2 separate regions of the Sus scrofa genome follow, and region 1 is linked to region 2. A link is a contact called in public HiChIP or PLAC-seq data. All regions are on one chromosome and are shown on one strand. The core of a region is the stretch at or near the end of the contact, and the rest is flanking DNA. Distances in the headings are between cores, read along the strand shown.

The links. HiChIP or PLAC-seq counts read pairs in DNA pulled down with a chosen protein or histone mark.
Region 1: an H3K27ac HiChIP or PLAC-seq map of skeletal muscle shows a contact between it and region 2, with 4 times the contacts expected there. The contact joins the promoter of NT5C here to the promoter of CASKIN2 in region 2. A contact is called at or near these places in 1 of 5 promoter capture datasets (liver), 10 of 47 Hi-C or Micro-C datasets (alveolar macrophages, embryonic fibroblasts, epiblast stem cells and 7 more) and 2 of 2 datasets of contacts at active chromatin or transcription factors (alveolar macrophages and skeletal muscle).

Annotation. Positions count from the first base shown.
Region 1 is chr12:6,161,157-6,164,362 of Sscrofa11.1, forward strand. It overlaps NT5C (5'(3')-deoxyribonucleotidase, cytosolic type), which reads left to right and starts at 1,264. Exons shown (of 4, transcript XM_021066663.1): 1 at 1,264-1,594; 2 at 1,941-2,041; 3 at 2,119-2,492; 4 at 2,611-2,987. The coding sequence starts at 1,286. The coding sequence ends at 2,792. It overlaps ARMC7 (armadillo repeat containing 7), which reads right to left. Exons shown (of 3, transcript NM_001243806.1): 3 at 2,985-3,206.
Region 2 is chr12:5,854,589-5,857,519 of Sscrofa11.1, forward strand. It overlaps CASKIN2 (caskin-2), which reads left to right and starts at 1,286. Exons shown (of 20, transcript XM_021066645.1): 1 at 1,286-1,512; 2 at 2,656-2,931. It overlaps TSEN54 (tRNA-splicing endonuclease subunit Sen54), which reads right to left and starts at 1,203. Exons shown (of 12, transcript XM_021066651.1): 1 at 1,115-1,203; 2 at 373-995; 3 at 1-36.

The DNA of each region.
Region 1 (3,206 bases), core at 14-2,513, 310 kb after region 2:
TTCTGCCAGTCATTTTGGTACTATTTCACATTTCAGAAAATTCTATATAAACATGTTTGCTAAGGGTGTTGAACTTTCCCCTTAGAAGGCTTAGGGTTTGGGGTTCCCTTCCTGGCTCAGCGGTTAACGAACTCCACTAAGATCCATGAGGATGCGGGCTCGATCCCTGGCCTCGCTCAGTGGGTTAAGGATCCTGTGTTGCCTTAGGCTGTGGTGTAGGTCACAGATACGGCTCTGGCCTGGTGTTGCTGTGGGTGTGGCACAGGCCAGGGGGTACAGCTCTGATTTGACCCCTAGCCTGGGAACTTCAATATCCTGCAGGTGCAGCCCTGAAAAGCAAAAAAAAAAAAAAAAGCTTAGGGTTTACAAAGTGAAGTTGAATGATCTTAAAATGATGATAGCAGGAGAATCAGCATTTTGTGGACTTTTTACACAATTGTGTGACCTCAGTGGCTTTGTATTTATTGCTAATGCCCATTGTAGAATTTCAAAATTGATCACCAGGTTCCCCTTCCTAAAGCTTCTTCTGTTCCATTTGGAAGTACTGGGGTGCTCAACTGGGAAACTACAGGAAGATGGGTGACTTAACTCAAATCTGAATCTAGTTTGTAGGTAAATACATTTATACGTAGTCAGGAAATTTACACGTGAAATCTACAAAAAGGAGAATCAATAACACATTCGGACGTTCAGCATTTTCTAGAGGAGGATATAACTCCAATTCTAGAAGAGTGTCAGTTCCACAAAAAGGAGGATGGTCTGGGTTACCTGAGTCTCCTCCTCCAGGTGAACCGGATGCTTAAAGCAGATGCTCCCATGTTTCAAGCCAGCTCTGGTTTATGAATTGGTGTCTGAGGAGCTCTGTTCACAAGAACCCGCTGTCTTCAGCAGATTCATTCACTTCGGTCACTGGGAGTCCCCATGATTTGAGCCTTGGGTTGGTGCTGCCTTGACGTGGCGGGAGCTCTGCTCCAGAGTCCCCACAAGCAGGGAGGACAGGGATGGATTCTTAAAAGGGGGCGTCAGCTCACGGGTTTAAGCAGCCTTGGCTCCTTCTCAGAAGCCGTTGATCTGTATTTAGGAGAGACCCTCTGCCGGGCCCCTGGAAGGTCTGCCCCAAGAAACGTCTGAGGTGAGCGAGGACGTCTGCCACCGAGCGCAGGGTGGCTGGGGTGCACGTAGGCGCGGCCTCAGACCAGAAGAGCAGCTCAGGCCACCTCCGCGCCGGCTGCTGGGGCACTGGGGGAGGCCCGGTGCTTCCGGGGGGCGGGGCAACCCGGCGTCCATGCAAATTAGCCCCGCCCCCCGCCCCCTCCCGGAAGCCGCCGTCCCGGCGCGGAGCTCAACTCGGCTCCGGCCCGGGTTTCCGCGCGCGTCCATGCTTCCGGCCGGCCCGTGCCTCGCGGTGATGGCGGCAAGGTACGCGCGGCCCGTGCGGGTGCTGGTGGACATGGACGGCGTGCTGGCGGACTTCGAGGCCGGCCTGCTGCGGGGCTTCCAGCGAAACTTCCCCAGGGAGCCGTACGTGCCGCTGGAGGAGCGCCGCGGCTTCTTCGCCCGGGAGCAGTACCGAGCCCTGCGCCCCGACCTGGCGGTAGGTGGGGGGAGAGGCGAGGATCAGGGGGAACCGGGAGCCCCGACCCCAGTGTCCCAAACGGGAAGCCCCAACCTCCTGGGCACCTGGGAGTGGGGCGCCTTCCCCCTTGGGTCAGGACCGCCTGTGCTCCACGTCCAGAGACAAAGCTTTCACTTCAGAATCCACACTTCGTCCCAGGACAAGACAGTCTGGAGGAGTACTTACCCCTAAACAAAGTCCCCTCCCTGAGGCTCTGATGTGGGGATCGAGGCGCCCCCCTTCCCCCAGGAATCTTGAGAGTCCTCGCTGGGGCTGGCGAGATCGGCTGGGAGCAGAGCCAGGACAGGAACACTGTATCTTTCAGGACAAAGTGGCCAGTGTGTATGAAGCCCCAGGCTTCTTCCTAAACTTGGAGCCCATCCCTGGAGCCTTGGAAGCCATGCGGGAGATGAATGACATGCAGGAGTGAGGAAGGGTCGGGAGGGAGGTGGGGGGGAGCAGGGGCTGGCACCACCCTGTCTGACCCGCGCCCCTTCCCGCAGCACTGAGGTCTTCATCTGCACCAGCCCGCTGCTCAAGTATGACCACTGCGTGCGCGAGAAGGTGCGGCACTGGCGGCACACCCAGGGTCCTAAGGCCCCATCTTTGAAAGAAACCAGCAGAAACACACAAAGTCGGGGGTGGGGGTGGGGGGAGGGGACGATAGCTTCAAGGGCGGCAGACCCTCCCACCTACTTGCTCGCTGGCCTTGAATTCCGGGGTCCGTCCGGCCCTCCTGACAGACTTGTGCCCACCACACAGTACGGCTGGGTGGAGAAGCACCTGGGGCCCCAGTTTGTGGAGCGCATTATCTTGACGAGGGACAAGACCATGGTCTTGGGGGACCTGCTCATTGATGACAAGGACACCATTCAAGGTAGGAGCCATTTTCCTTGGCACCCTCCGGGCACTGGGCCTGCTGGGATACGAGGGAGGGGGTAGAGATCACCACGTCACCCATTGCGTCCCCTGCCTTCCTCTGCGTCCTGTCACAGGCCAAGAGGAGACCCCAAGCTGGGAGCACATCTTGTTCACCTGCTGCCACAACCAGCACCTGGCCCTGCCCCCGACCAGGAGGCGGCTACTCTCCTGGAGTGACAACTGGAAGGAGATTATAGACAGCAAGCGGGAAGTCCTGTGGCGGGGCCCGCCCGGCCTGGGTCTGCTGCATGCATGAGCCAAGGGGCAGTGGCAGTGGACAGGATCTGGAGGAAGGGGAGGCAGGCCAGCAGGGAACCCCGGCACGACTGGGTGCCAGGGCAGCATGGTGGCAGGGACCCCTCAGCACTGCCCTCTGGAACCTCCCGGGGTAGCTGCATGGCCACCTAGTGGGAAATCAGGAACCTTTTAAATAAAGCACTGCTCACTGCTCTCTTAAGGCCTTTTATTTGGGAAGCGAAGGGGCAGGAGCCCTACAGGGGCTGGAACAGGCTGAGGGGGCGGCCTTCGCCTCCCTCCTTGCCTCCTCAGTCCCTTAGTCCCATTCCTCTCGAACCCACCTTTCCTTGGCCATGTACAAGGTCAACCTTGAAGACGTGCTGAAGGGGGGCCAGGACCTTCCACTGGTCCCGAAGCTCACTTTCCATGAGGG
Region 2 (2,931 bases), core at 36-2,535:
TGGGGCCGCGAGCGGGCGGCGAAGAGCTCCGGCACACTGGGGAAAGCAAGAAGGGACGCGGGGTTAGCGCCACGCAGTCGGGACCGCTCGGCCCTGGCCGGGATCCCCGTCCTGGGTGCCCATCTCCTTCCCTGCGCCCACCCTGCGGTCCCGGCGCCTCCCCCGGGCCGGGCCGCGCCGCGCCGCACCTGAGCACGCGCCCGGGAGGAACCTCCACCTCGGCGGACCCAGGTTCGGGCTCCATCGGGCCGCCGTCTGCAGCTGCGCGCGCGCGCGCGCGCGCCGCCCATGCCCCGCCCACCGCCGGAACTCCGCGCGGCCCTAGCGCCCGCCAATCCGACCTCTGCTCCTCCGCGCTCCAGATCAACCCACCTGCTTTCCACCTTCCTGGTGTCCTGGGTCCTAGCGCCTGCCAACAGACATGGGGCTCGATTCCGGAGGCGGAGAGCTTGCAGGTTTCTGGATTTGTTAGGACCATCTCTCCGATCCCCAGCCCTCCTCTGGGCTCCTCTCTAGTAAAACTTGCGGAGCCTGACGTTTGAAAGTGTGCTATGAAGAGTCAAATTCATGATCTTCCCCTCCGCAGCCCTGAGCTGCTTAGTCCCCATCACCCATTGGGACAGGGAGGGAAGAAGAGGGGTGTAGAGATGGGCGAGTGCTAGGTTCCCGAATTCCAGCTTCACAAACTGGAGGCCGCCGAGGGCTGTCAGATGCGATCTAGGGAGGTTCGGTGTTCCTTCAGGGTCTTCCGTTGGGTCTCTTCCTAAGGGCTCGGAAACTATGTTTTCAGGGCCGGGGGCGGGAGGCCGCTGTCCGACCCACGATGGTGCTGAAGCGCCACCATAGATGGTCATAGGCACCTCCTCGAAGCTGGGGTCCCCGCCGCCGCCACCACGGGCCGCTCCGACACGGGCCGCTAGGTGGCACCATTGCTCCAACCAGCGGTTGTTGGTCTGCTATTCTGGCCTCGCGGGCAGAGGTCGCCGCGGCGGTCCCTGGAGGGGCGAGGGGCAAAAGGGAAGGGGGATTTCCCAAGTGAGATTCCTGGGTCTCGGTTCCCAGACCCCTTCGCATCATGTCTTCCCTCCCGCCCGTCACAAACAGGGCACCTCACCCTTCAGTCTGAACCCTAGAGCCCCAGATCGCCCCTGCTCCAACAGCCGGGACGCAGCGTACTCTCGTCCCCACCCCCGCCGCTTCACCTGGGCGCATGCGCTGAGCGAGGCAGTGTCCAAGGTCCGGACCCGAGTGATGGGGGCGGGGCCTGGGCGGCTCGGGGCGGGGCCCCAGGCACTGACTGACAGCCCGACTGCGCGGCCGGGACGATCCCTCCGCTCCCGATCCGGCGGGAGGGAAGGGGGAGGGGCGGGATTTCCTGCGGGAGGCGCCGAGCCGGCCTTGGAAAAGGAGGAGAAGAAGGAGAAAAGGGGTAAGGGGGGCAGTGGGAGCCGCCGTCCGGAGTGCCAGGGACCGAGCGGGACCAGCCGGACCCCCAGCGGGGCGGCTGGAGAGGTGAGACGGCGGGGTCTGAGCTGGGGGTCAGCACCCTTGAGGGCGGGTACAAACTAACTTTTCCTGCGGGATCGGCGGGCGCCTACATCTGTCGGCTCCTTCTGTCCTTTTCGCGCCCCTATCCCGTCCTCCCGCATCAATCCCTCCGGCACTTGGCCCTCCCGGTCCCTCCCGCCGCTTTGTTCCCCGGTCGGCTGGAGCTGGGCTGGGTTGGGGGGGTTGCGCGGCGCTGGACTGGCATTCCGGGGGGCGGGGGAGCCAGCCCGACCCCAGGCACTGCCAGGGGCGCCCTCCCCCAATGTCGGCCTCGGGCCTTGAGCTGGAGTGCCCTCTGGGTTGGGCTTGGGACATTTTGGGAGGAAGGGCGACCCCAGCTAGGGCCCCAGGCCTGCACGGGGCTCATGCCACAGGACTTGGGCAGCAAATTCATGGCCACTGAGGAACTGACGTAAGCTTTTCTAAAGTGAAGTCGGGGCTCTGGGCCACAGATTCAGGCTTGGGGGGGGCCAGGCAGCCTCATTTACCAGCGGTGCCCCAGCTCTTATCTCTGTTCTCTGCCCAGCTGCTTCCCCATCCCGCGCAAGGGTCAGCAACAGGTGCCGGAAAGCCTCCCTGTCCTGCAGGCAGACCCTCGGCCAGAGATGGAGAGCCGTAGCTCCCACTCCACCCTCTAGATTCATGAAGAGCCCTGGGGCAAGGGCATCCAGCTATTACAGCAAAGCTTAGAGAGGGAGGGGTCTGGGGGCAGGCGCCTTCCACAGGGAGTGACCACGGGCCGGGCTGCCTGCGCCTGACCTTCTGCCAGGCCCCACCTTCTGGCCCACCAGTTGTCTGTGGGTGTCAGTGCCCGGGGCTGTGGAGAACAGGCTGCTGGCCCCGCCTACCCCAATGTGTCGTGCTGCCAGGGCCCCTCCTGCCCCAGGTTGAGGTGCTGCCAGGTGCCCTGGGGCCTCAGTGACTCAACCTCCCCCTCCCAGGACCCCTTCCCCCCACCAAGTGCTGCTCTCAGGCGTGGTGGCTCCCTCCCCTCTTTGAGTGGCTCAGCCCCTCCCTTGACTCACAAGGGCAGCCAGGATGATTTGGGGGGTCCCTGGAGGCCCTGTCCGGTTCTTTCTCTGAGCCCTGCTTCTGGGACCCTTTCAGGCTCTGGCCCAGCCTTCAGCGGACCACACCTTTTCCAGACCCCTGACACCTGTCCACCGCCGCCGCTGCTGCCGCCGCTGCCCAAGGCCCGAGGGAATGCAGGCTGCCCTCTGGGTGGGCACTGGTGCTCCTGAGCCACTTTGGGAAGATTGGCGTTCCCAGTCCTGGCCCATCCCTGGGCTGTCGGAAGCTGCAAGCTGATATCCGTCCAGATTTCCACACAGCCTCCACCCCCTCAGAGATCAGCTTTCCGGCCTGTGGTGGCAGCTCACGAAG